2 separate regions of the Oryctolagus cuniculus genome follow, and region 2 is linked to region 1. Evidence: chromatin contacts called from public Hi-C data. All regions are on one chromosome and are shown on one strand. Each heading gives the region's core, a stretch centred on a gene start, on an enhancer-like site or on the middle of the called end of the contact. The rest is flanking DNA. Distances are from core to core; before and after follow the strand shown.

Region 1 (5,717 bases), core at 804-3,303:
TCCTTGCGCCCTGCCTTCCTGAAACTTCCTGCCTGCACTGGGACCCAAAGGCGCGGTGAAGCTGAAGCGACCTGACCTACCCCAGCTGTAGTAGAAGTCTGCTACAAAAACAGTTCGGGTAAGAGGAAGTGGTTTTCGTTTTACTGCCTGCGAAACAGCCAAGATTTTCGTTTAAAGCGCGCACACAAGTCATTTTAAGTTTCCAGATCTTTCACTCTGAAAGTCCCTGCACAGAAATTCCGTGGGGAGTCTAAATATAGCAGCAGCAAACTCCCCCCCCCCCCCGCCTTCAGTGGGGGTCCCCGCCGCAGCTCTGGGATTGGAGAGCTTGCTCAAGGGTGCTCTCTGCAGCTGCCTCGAATAGAAGGGCACGGAGCAATCTCTCTCGCACCTCCACAGTGCGTGGGTGTGAAGTGTATTAGGGGAAAGCGAGAGTGACTCTGGGTGTTGGTGCTTGGCTCACAGTCACGTGGCACCGCCGCCAGCTGCACCGAGCTCAGAGCTGGTGCTTGCTGCCCAGAGGCTTGGGGGAAAGCAAGGTCTTGCTGGCGACCAGGAGCACGGGAGAGGGCTTCGCGCAAACAATAGCGACAACAATGAAAAGTAAAAGTACAGTATTTCAATTCAGCTATTGCGGGACCCAGAAAGCAGCTGCGGCGGGTGTGTGTGTGGGTAGAAGCGGGAATTGGTAGAGTGTTTATCTCAGAGGGGTGGAGACAGCCGAAATAAGACTTTTGCCTTAGTATTACTTTAGGATTAGGGAAGGAGAAAGGCACGCGGAATAATACACCTTGCAAGCTTAGTTCAGTCTAAGTGGAGATTGCTTTCTCTCTCATTTGGGAGCAAAGCCACTCTGCTGGAGGAAGTTCCCCCAAGCGGTGTGTGATGTTTAACCGCTTAGGCGTTATCCCACACACGGAAGGCCAGTGGCCCCGTGGCTTCCCTCCCGACCAAAGGCGCAGGCTCTGGGGCGCCTGGCTGCCTGAGGCGGCGGGAACCCCAGCCGGAGGTTCCTCGCAGCACGTTTCTCACCCAGTAAGTTAGAGCAGCGCGCAGGGGCGGGGTGGGAACCGGAGAAGCCTTGTCCTGGGGCTCCTCACCCTCCAGGATTCCTCTCCCAGGCACTGGGGCCGCCGCCGCCACCGCCACCGCGACTTAGCAGTTTTATGACTTTCTCGGACTTAAATGGAAATTTCTTTACGGAGGGAACTGGGTTTGGTCTCCAAGGCTCGGCTGTCAGGCGGAGCCCCGGGGGCAGCTCGCTCACCGCAAAGGAGCCACTTCGGAGTTTGACGCCCTCCCCACACCCCACCCCCGTGCCGCGAAGGATGTCCAGTTAGCCGCGGGCTTGCGTTCTGAGGCTGGCATGGAAAGTCACAGCCCGCAGGCTGGACTGAGCCGCGGGAAGATGCCCAGTGCCTGCCTCGCGGGCTCAGCAGACGCGTCCCTCGGCCCTGCCCACTGAGCTGCCGAGGACTGGCTGGCTGCGCCCAGAGCGTCGCCCCTCGCGCCCCTTCCGGCCGGCCGAGCTGCTACCTGGAGGGCAGGGCAGGGCTGGGCAGTGCCCGCTCGCACCCTTTGCGGGAGGATGGCAGGACCTGGCGCGGCGTAGCGGCTGGAGAGCGCAGCGACCTGCGTCTCCCGTTTCTCCTCGGGGCACCTGGCCGACTTAACCTTCCGGACAGCTAGCTCCAAAGCCCCCGGGAGAAGCAACCCGCACTCGCACCGCGGAGAGGGGAGCAGACACAGGCTGGGCGTGGAGAGTGGAAAGAGCGGAGAAACGGAGAGCCTGGGGCTGGGCGTGCGCGCGTGGGAGCGCGCCGCCTCAGAGCGCCCCGCACTCCCCCGCTCCAGCCCTGGGGGCACTTGGGCAAGGAGGCAGTGGTAGCCGCGGGAATACGAGGGCGCGAGAGAAACCCTCTCCCGGCGACGCCCCCAACAGGTCCGGACTCCGAACTCCGAAGCTACAAGCTGCAAGCAATTGAGACTCGTCGGCCTCCTCCGCACGCCCCTGAGCCCCCGCCCCGAAGCCCGGGGGCTGTGCTGGCTGCCGGCTTCCCGCCCCCTCCCCGGCGGAAGGTCGCTGGCCGGCGGGCGCCCCGTCGGCTGCCGCCGCACATGAGGCCGCTGCCCCCGACGCAGGCGCTGGCGCCCCCCTCGCGGTGCCCGTGGTGATGCCATGCCCCGCCACCACGCGGGAGGAGAGGAGGGCGGCGCCGCCGGGCTCTGGGTGAAGAGCGGCGCGGCGGCGGCGGCGGCGGCGGGCGGGGGGCGCCTGGGCAGCGGCATGAAGGATGTGGAGTCGGGCCGCGGCAGGGTGCTGCTGAACTCGGCGGCCGCCAGGGGCGACGGCCTGCTGCTGCTGGGCACCCGCGCGGCCGCGCTCGGCGGCGGCAGCGGCGGCCTGAGGGAGAGCCGCCGGGGCAAGCAGGGGGCCCGGATGAGCCTGCTGGGGAAGCCGCTCTCCTACACGAGTAGCCAGAGCTGCCGGCGCAACGTCAAGTACCGGCGGGTGCAGAACTATTTGTACAACGTGCTGGAGAGACCCCGCGGCTGGGCGTTCGTCTACCACGCGTTCGTGTGAGTACCCGCGCCCCCCGCGCGCCCCTCGCCACGCCCGCTCCTGAAGCCCCTTGAGCTGGGTGCCCTGGAACGTGCTTGGCATCTGCGCCTTGGCCCGTCGCGCGCATAAGCGCGCGCGTACACACACACACACTCACGCGCGCACACGTGGGGGTTTTATTTCATTGCACGTGTTAGTGGGCTTTCTCCTGGAGCCATGCACCTCCCCATCCCCACCTGTCCCACAGCCGCAGCTTTGCACCCGTCTCCCTGAGGACACCCAATGAATTGCCTGGTAGTAGCTTCAGGCACCTGGGGCGGGAGAACCCGGCAGACTTAAGCTACGCGGATAATGGGGAGCAATTAGGTCCTGAGATACGTAAACTTCAACCGAGCGGGGCGCCCGGGAGCTGGGAAATGCAAAGGGAGGATTTGCGCCCTTTGAGGCTCGAGAGTAGACAGGGGAGGTGCTGGCAGGTTGGGACAGGGTGGAGAGAGGAGACACCGAGGGCTGGGTCCTCGGTGCTGGGGGCGGAGCAGGGGAAGCTGCTACTTGGTGGAGACAGCGGCTGGGTTTTAAGTGCGTCCGGAAGCATGCCTCGCCACCACCCCAGCCACCACTAACGGAAAATCTGTCAGTGCGTGGAGCCCTTCCTGCCACAGAGAAAGTGGCCAAGGTCTCCAAGAGCCGAGCGGGCTGGGCGAAGCCGTGCTCCCTCGCTGCGGCCGCAGCCCGTGGGGCGCAGGAGCTCGGGCCGAGGTGCACCCGCTGAAGCGCAAATGGGCTGTCTCGGACAGGGATCAGGCAGTGGGTTAAGTCGGCGTTTGTGGCGTGGAGTCAAAGTGTGCGTGTGTGTGTTAAGTCAGCCCTCGCCATCTAGCAGAGAATGCTTAATGAGAAAATGATTGGAAGCAAATGTTTATTTTCCCCTTAGGCATTTAAAACCTTTCAGTGGCTTTAAAGTTTACTACTGTTTTTCCCACAATGTCCATTCATTTAATCTCCCGTTAGAGTGAGGTTGATCTGGACATTTTAAGGCTGTTTTTATGCTGCTACGCCCCCAACTCTTTTCATTTTTTTTTCTTTCCCTTTCTCCTTTTTTCTTTTTCTCTTTTTAGTTCCCTCCCCCCAAACCCCCACCCTGTCTGGCTTCTTAATGTTAAAGTGAAATGTAAAGACTTAGGTCTTAGGAGACCCATGGAGAAAGTTCAGGCAGTCACTGATGCGTTCCTTGTTTCGTAGTAAAATATGTTTTGAAATATGTTTTGAACACACGAACTAGATTTCTTTTAGAAATGAGGCGGGTCATCCACACATATCTCTCAGCCCGGATAAAGGGTTGGCGTCAACGCGGAGTCATTTCTTTTTTTAAGACAACATAAAAGAAGGGGCTGGTTTTGTAAATAGGTGAACCTGGAATTTGACCACGTAGGAGTCAGGAAATTGGTGAAGTCTACAATCTGTGGGGTTCTGGTGTCTGGAAAATTTTACAGTCCCAGATTGTGTGGTGTGAGGTAGAATATTCCAGTCAACTCTCTGCTTCACAGTGTACACAAAGACGATATCCTGTTGTGTCATTATTGCTTCAAAAGACACAACTTTCTGTTATTCACTGATTGCAAGAGCCTCATTGATTTGGATGTGATTACCGTCATGCGTGATAGACACAGAGAAACACTACTGTTGTTTCCCATGTTCATCTCGTTGGGTTGATCTGTAATTAATCCTATTACTTAATGAGCCTAGTGAATTATTTTGACCTGTCAGAATATCCTAAAACATTTAGCAAAGTGAATGCTCAATCTGGCAGGAAATATATACTGCATGGGTAGTGACTGTTTCTACCAGAGTATGCCCAGAATAGTCATGACTTGGAATTTTCAATATGATGCCATTTATAGGCTTTCTTTTTTTTTTTTTTTGGGTAATTTATGCATTTTGTATTCAGGAAAGGTTAGAGACAACTTTGATTGGTGGACATACTTTGTATTTCCTGTGTTGTTCTTGAACAGCAATGAGAACCTCCTGCAATGCAACATTTTCTTTTGAGTGTTTTTGGTGTTTAACAGATTTTCGTGGCCTTACAGGATTTTTAAATATTAATAAATGTTTTCTCAAATGGCTCAAGTTTGGATACACTTCTGTTTCCCTGGCTTTATTGGTCTAGCAGTGTCTTTGGTGGTAGATAGGAGATAGCTTATGGACTTGTCAATATGTTGTAAGTAATGTGAAGTTGTGCATTACACACTTCAAGAGTCTGAAACCATAGTATCTGAGCAACAGATGTGGGTAGCAGACCCATAGCAGCACAAAGAAGGAAGTGCTGGTAGCGTCTTCAGGGAGCATTGTGTGCCATTGCAGCAGACCATGGAGAAAGAGGCCATTTTTGGCAATTGCTGCTTGTGATTTTAAATGAGTTGTAGTGTAGGTGGACTTCACACATTAAATTAGTAAAGCAAAGTTGCTTTGAGCTATAAGCCTAACCAGACCATTAATAATACAGCAAATTATAAGAAAACAATTTCTAGAGAGTTGTAACTAACTAATTCCCTGCCAGCGTGGGAATCCCCAAATCTTACATTAATAACAGTTTTTGTAGCACATTAAGGTTCTTGCCAAAAACAAGTGCACTGTGATTAATGAGGCAGTTCATCAATGAATGCACTTGGTCAACCAGTATTTTCACCGCCAAGAAATAAGAAAAGTATGCTTAAAGCTCTGTTTCAGGTAAAACAAAAATTTCTGTTAAATATGAAACAATTATTATAATGATATTTTAATGCCATAAAATGTGGTTCCAAGAGTTTGTATCCTAGCCTACCTGTAGGGTGGCTGGCCAGAGCAAGAGACGACCTACTTCAAATACTTTCTTCCAATCTCTGTAAATTAGTGGAGATTAGGAGCACTGTGCCTTGATTGCTCTTCAGGATTTACCAGCCAGCTAGTCAGTTTCCTGTCTTCACCTGCTCTGCAGTTTACTAGACAAGCTATTCAAATATGAGGTGACATATTTCTGTGAATGTTGTTTGTTCCTTTTTAATTCCTTCTCTTTATAGGAAAATTTTAGAAGTATAACCATGGTAGTAATGGAACCCACAAAGGGGCTCCAATTATAAATTTGCATTGATCCAGTAAGTGTGGTTCTGAGAAATTG
Region 2 (5,963 bases), core at 2,744-5,243, 230 kb before region 1:
TATCTATGTGAAAGTATAAATGTTTTATAATTATTAATGTGGGCAAATTTTTTCATCTTTATCTCCATCAAAAATCAGCCTTGAGGGGTAGGAAGTTAGCCTAGTTGTTGAGACTCTGGTTAAGTAAGATAGCCGCATTCCGCGTGGGAGTGCCCGAGTTCATGACTCCACCTTGCTGCAGATACGCACCGTGGAAGGCACTGATGGCTCCAGGAGCTGGGTGCCTGCCACCCACAGGGGAGGTCTGGGTTGAGATCCCTGCTTCCTGAGGCAGCCCTGACCCAGCCTTACTTTTCATGGGTATTTGGAGAGTTGATCAACTGGTGCGGCCTCTCTCCGTGTGCCTTTCTCAGTCTCTCTACCTCATAAATAAAAATTAAAAATTAAAAAAAAATTCACCAAGAAGTCTTGTTGAATGAATTTTTTTCTAATTTCCTGGAGATCATGGAAAGTTCATTTTCAGGCCCCAAATGTGCTTAGTCAGAGGATCTTTATGCCTCCAGTTATCTAGTAGGAAGTTGCCGCAGCCCTACGTCCACAACATCACCATCCTCCAGCCCAGGCCTCAGCCGGTCCTGTCCAGCTGAGGCCACGTGCCTGGGATGCCCAGACATAGGTGAGGCACCAGCAGTGTCTGGGAGTGCAGAAGCTTCTCAAGGCCAGACCATATGTAAGCCTGTGGGTTTCCTAGGGCTGCCACAATTTACCAGGTCGTTGGTGGCTTAAAGCAACAAGCATTTTACTTTTACAGTTCTGGGGGCCAGAGGTCTGCGCCTAGCGTGTACAGAGTCGCTCTCCCTCCAGGGGCTGCAGGGAGAACCCTCACTACCCGTTCTCAGCTGCTGGTGCTCTTGGCTTTCCTCGGCTCCTGGTAGCACAACCCCAGCCGCGGCTCACATGCCCGTGATGATTTCAATCCAGTGCGAGTGTGGTTCCCTGTGGGGGCATCAAGGGGATGGTAGGGACCAGTGGGCGGTCAGTGTGGGTGTGGCCCTTGGGAGGACTGATCTGGTTCTTGCGGGATCCTTGTTGGTTCTAATGAGTTGGTGGTTGCAAAAGAGGAAGCCTGGACCCGGAATCAAGTGCTGGCTTCCCGTCTTCCCCTGGGGTCTCTCATCCTGGGAACTGTCCCTCTCCATGCCTCCTGGTCTGGATGCTCTGCACAGCAATGTGATGCAGCCAGTGCCATGCACTTTGGACTTGCAGCTTCGAAAGCTTTGAACAAGATAAACCTCTTTTCTTTATAAAGTGCACAGCCTCAAGTATTTCATTACAGAAATAGAACAGAAAATGAACTAGTAGGACACCTTCCTTTCCTGTGTCCCTCTCTCTCCTCCATCCCTTATGTGAACATTTGTCATTAGGTGTAGGCAGGGCTCATATTGTCAAGATGAGCTTAAGATCTTTTCCTTGATTATGTCTGCAAAGATTCTTCTTCCAGGAGAAAATGTTTGCAAGCGAGGCAATGTGACAAGGGATTCATAAAGAGACTATGTGAGGAAATTTTTTTAAAAGCCCAATAACAATAAAACAAAACCACAAATAATTGAAAAACAGGCAGTATATCTAAACACACGTTGTTCCAAGGAAGACATCCAAATGGCAAACAGGTACATGGAAGAAATGCATGCTACCACTAAGCATCAGGGAAATGCAAATAAAAACCACAGTGAGATGTCAGCTCACTCCAGTAAGTGGCTGTTATCAAAGAATGGCATCCAGTCACAAAACACAGCATAACACAAGGCGAAATTCATCTGAAATGACCTAGATGGAACTGAAGGTTCTTCTCTTCAGTGACAAAAAGCTGGGCACCAAACAACAGTATCACATGATCTCACTCGTGTAAAGTCTGAAAACGGTGATCTCATAGAAGCTAAAAGTACACTGATCATTTCCAGAGGACTGAGAAGGTACACATGGGGGACATGGTGTAAAGTAGGTCAAGGGGACACTGAGTTATAGTTAGATGGGAGTAAGAAGTTCTGGGGTTCTATTTCATAATAGAATGACAGCACATAATGATGACATAATGTGTTTTTCCAAAAAAAACTGGAAGAGTGAATACTTTAGATATAAGGAAATGATAATGTTTGAGTAGACACATGTGTATCCAGCTTATGTAGAACCTCATAAATACAGACAACTTTTAGATGTCAGGTATGTTTTTAAAGATTTATTTTATTTATTTGAAAGACAGAGCTACAGAGAAAGGTAGAGAGACAGAGAGAGGTCTTCCATCTGCTGGTTCTCTCCCCAGATGGCTGCAATGGCCAGAGCTGTGCCAATCTAAAGCCAGGATCCAGGTTTCCCACGCAGGTGCAGGGGCCCAAGGACTTGGACCATCGTCCACTGCTTTCCCAGGCCATAGCAGAGAGCTGGATTGGAAGAGGAGCAGCTGGGATTAGAACCGGCGCCTGTATGTGATGCTGGCGCTTCAGGCCAGGGCTTTAACCCACTGTGCCACAACTCTGGCCCCAGATGTTAGCTATTTTTTTTTTAATTTAAAAATAGCATTCTACCTTTTCAGTTTGAAAAAATTCTTCTTCCCACATAAGGTAACATTCTGACCTACCATGTGGGGTTTTATTTTGGTGTGGGGTCTCACTATCATTTGGAGGCAGTTTATTCGCTGGCCTCTCTCATTGTTCTCATCAGTGTCCTGGTTTTTAAGTCAATCTAGACAGAAGCCAGTGTGTCAGGCCAAAGGAACAAGGTGCACCCTACTCTGACTGCAGGTGCTTCTGCAGTGGCTCATTGGTAAAGAAGTCCCTCCCCCAAGCTGGGCTATCTCTCTCTTCTGTAATTCTATGAAATGGCACATAGTAACTTAAGCTCCTGGTAACTTGGGTTTAGTGTGCCTGTATGTCATTAATAACAACCATATTCTAGTTTGCATACAAATGTAACAATGGACAAAATAAACACAAAAATACTCTAGATATTAGTCTTTCAACCATTGTGAATCCTTGGGTCCAGAATCTCATTAGCTATTTGTCATTGGGCAGGAAAAATAGAAATAATACAACTTACCTTGCTTGCAAAGAGGGATGAGTGTGAGTGCTTTGCAATACAAAAAGACCTACAGGACTGCTTTTCTCTCTGGTCCTCCTTCATAGTACATACAGGGCACACATATATGCAGACCTGGAGCTTGGGCCCTTGCTACTCACAGTGTAGTCCTCTGATGTGACCAATAGCATTAGCATGATCTGGGAGCTTGTCAGAAATGCAGACCCAGATGTGCTGCCCCGGAAGGACTCAATCAGAATCTGTCACTCCAGATGACCCCCACATGACTTGGATAGATATTAAAGTTGGAGCCTCCTTGCTGTAAGGAGGTGCATTTTCTTTACCCAAGTGGGCATCTGCTGTATTTTTCTCTCATTGGAGTTCCTTAGGAGCATGTAGGTGTGAGCAGCAATTGGCAAGGGGAGAGAAGAGAAGATCCTCTCTTTGCAATCCCGGACAAGCTGGAGGACTAACTGCAAGGGAAACACCCAATTTGGACATCAGTTGGGTTCAGGTTTGGTGAGTAAGGAGGATTGATGGGGCAGCACTGCCTGGAGAATTGAACAATATTCTGTGATCCTGACTATGGCTACTGAGGATGGTAATTTCACAGGCAACCAAAAGAGCAAGTCTAAGGGAGTGTCAGGAACATGGAATTAAAAAAAAATAGGACGAAAGAGCCCACTGGAGATTCCTTTGATTCTTTTTCCCACTCCCGATCCCTTACAGGAACGTGACAATGATGACATGCATCTCAATAAGGTAAGACCCATGTTGTGCAAGCATTCCTGCTTTGAGGTTCCCAGATGAAAGGTGCTCTTCAAATAAAAAACGATGGCACCTGAGTTGGCATTTGTTCCAGAGAGAGTCTCCCGTGTGGTCTCTCAGTGCTTAAAAGCAGAGGGCACCTGACAGGGCTGCAGGGTTTCACTTGGTCCCATGGTGAGCTGGCAAGCTCTCTGTCTGGGCCCTGGTTGCCAAGGAAACTGCTGCAGGAGAGATTGGGGCTGTCTGGTTTGCTGGTTGATTGGTGGAGCTGAGAGCATAATTTCACATGAAAGACATGTATTTTCAGTGAGCAGGACAAAAGCGGATGATGGATCACACCCATTGTCTCCCACAGCAGAGCCCATGTGAATGGCAACTCTTAGCAATGAAGGAAGTAGCCTTCTCAAGAACAAAACAGAGGACTTAGAAAGCTGAAGCCCAAACTTTTGAGCCACGTGGGGAACCATTGTCTTCGCCAGGCACAGAAGTCTTACCTTTCCTTTGGCAGACAAGTCTGAGAAAGCAATAACCAGGTCAGCCTCTGACAGTATTCCTGCCTTGTCTTGGATGCCCTCAGTTAGGGCTACAGAGAAAGGCTTTTGTACCATCTTCCCCTCAAGGTGAGGAAACAGGGTGAAGCCATTTCTTCATCTTGTTTATTGTACAACCATGAACTTTCTTGACCCTCCTCTCCACCAAGTAGAATGAGTTCTTTACCTTTGCTTCCTTAGTATAGTATTCAAACTTCAGTGATCTTCTTCTGCTATAATTATTTTGGGAATGTTGTTTTGCCATTCAAACACCTTCCTGTGATCGAAGATCATGTTTATCTCTCTATTGCAAGTGTCCAGCACAGTGTCTGACACGGCAGATCCTCAATAACTATGTGGTTGTCCTGCCTTGGTGAAAAGTAATAGAAGGTGAAACAGACACAGCCAAAGAGTGGGATTTTCAGAAAGGTTAGTACAACAAAAGCCAATTATCAACACATTAAAGCCTCACTAGTTGCCAGGAGTTTATATGGTTATTGCATCTAGTTTTCATATTCCTTCCAACCCTATAAGAGAGGTAGTACTGCCAGCCCTTATAGAAAAAGGAACTGAATCCCAGTAAGTGGCTTAGACATCAAAATAGCTAGTTGCTGTGCCACTATCTGCAGCCAGTTCTATCCGATGCAAAGCAGTGACCCTAGCCATTGTGCCAGATGACATCTGGGCCATGAGACAGGTCCTGCAGAGCCTCACTTACTGGCACAGGCCTCTTGTGAGAGGTGAGGGGGCATAGATACCAGGGTGGGGGGGATCCAGCTGGGTCCTGATGATGTGTGCGTAATGACAGCAGCGCAAGCACATGGACAGGATACCTTAGGGGTCAAATCCAAGCTCCGCCAATCACTAACTGCATGGCCCTTTGGCGTGTAACTTAAACACTGTGTTTTTCAGATCCCTCATCCCCAAATTGGGATAAATAATGCCCCTTACCTAAAAGAATTAAGCTGGCAATACATGCAAATGTGCTTAGAACTGTTCTCAAAACATCATCCATTCTCAATGAATTATTTTTAATGCCATCGTGCTAATGGGAGCATTTTTTTCCTAAAAAGTGATTTTAAAAATTTAAAGAGCTGTTCAAATTTAATCATCATTTGAGGGGCCGGTGCTGTGGCGCAGTGGGTTAACGCCCTGGCCTGCGGTGCGGTGCCAGCATCCCATATGGGCGCCAGTTCAAGACCCGGCTGCTCCACTTCCAATCCAGCTCTCTGCTGTGGCCTGAGAAAGCAGTGGAAGATGGCCCAAGTCGTTGGGCCCCTGCACCCACTGTGGCCAACTGGGGAGTGAACTAGTGGATGGAAGACCTCTCTCTCTCTCTCTCTCTCTCTGCCTCTCCTCTCTCTATGTAACTCTGACTTTCAAATAAATAAATAATCTTAAAAAAAAAAAAAAAAACAACAAATTTAATCATCATTTGAGTATCACTTCAAAATGACCCCTTGTTTAGCTTAGAGAGATAAAAAGTTGTTGATTAAGAGAAGAAGAAGGGTTCCGTCTGGTCAGTATTCTCGTCACTATCTACCAGAGTAGTTACTGTGCTATTTGCATAAGTCATTTGACGTCTTTTCCACATCTGTGCAAGAAGGTAGTAAAAGTGCAGGGTAATTTGTGGAAGTGCTTTGGAAACTGGAA

The links. Hi-C and Micro-C count contacts between places; a contact is called where the count stands out from the background.
Region 2: a contact with region 1 is called in a Hi-C map of embryonic fibroblasts, with 6 times the contacts expected there. The contact joins the enhancer-like site here to the promoter of KCNQ5 in region 1. A contact is called at or near these places in 2 of 6 Hi-C or Micro-C datasets (embryonic fibroblasts and skin fibroblasts).

Annotation. Positions count from the first base shown.
Region 1 is chr5:99,970,408-99,976,124 of mOryCun1.1, reverse strand. It overlaps KCNQ5 (potassium voltage-gated channel subfamily Q member 5), which reads left to right and starts at 2,053. Exons shown (of 13, transcript XM_051854552.2): 1 at 2,053-2,580. The coding sequence starts at 2,180.
Region 2 is chr5:100,197,556-100,203,518 of mOryCun1.1, reverse strand. No RefSeq gene overlaps it. Among named protein-coding and RNA genes, the nearest start is that of KCNQ5, 230 kb to the right of the region's middle. Within about 2 kb of position 3,993, at least 1 of the 8 cell types and tissues checked has an H3K27ac peak or open chromatin away from gene starts, as enhancers often do.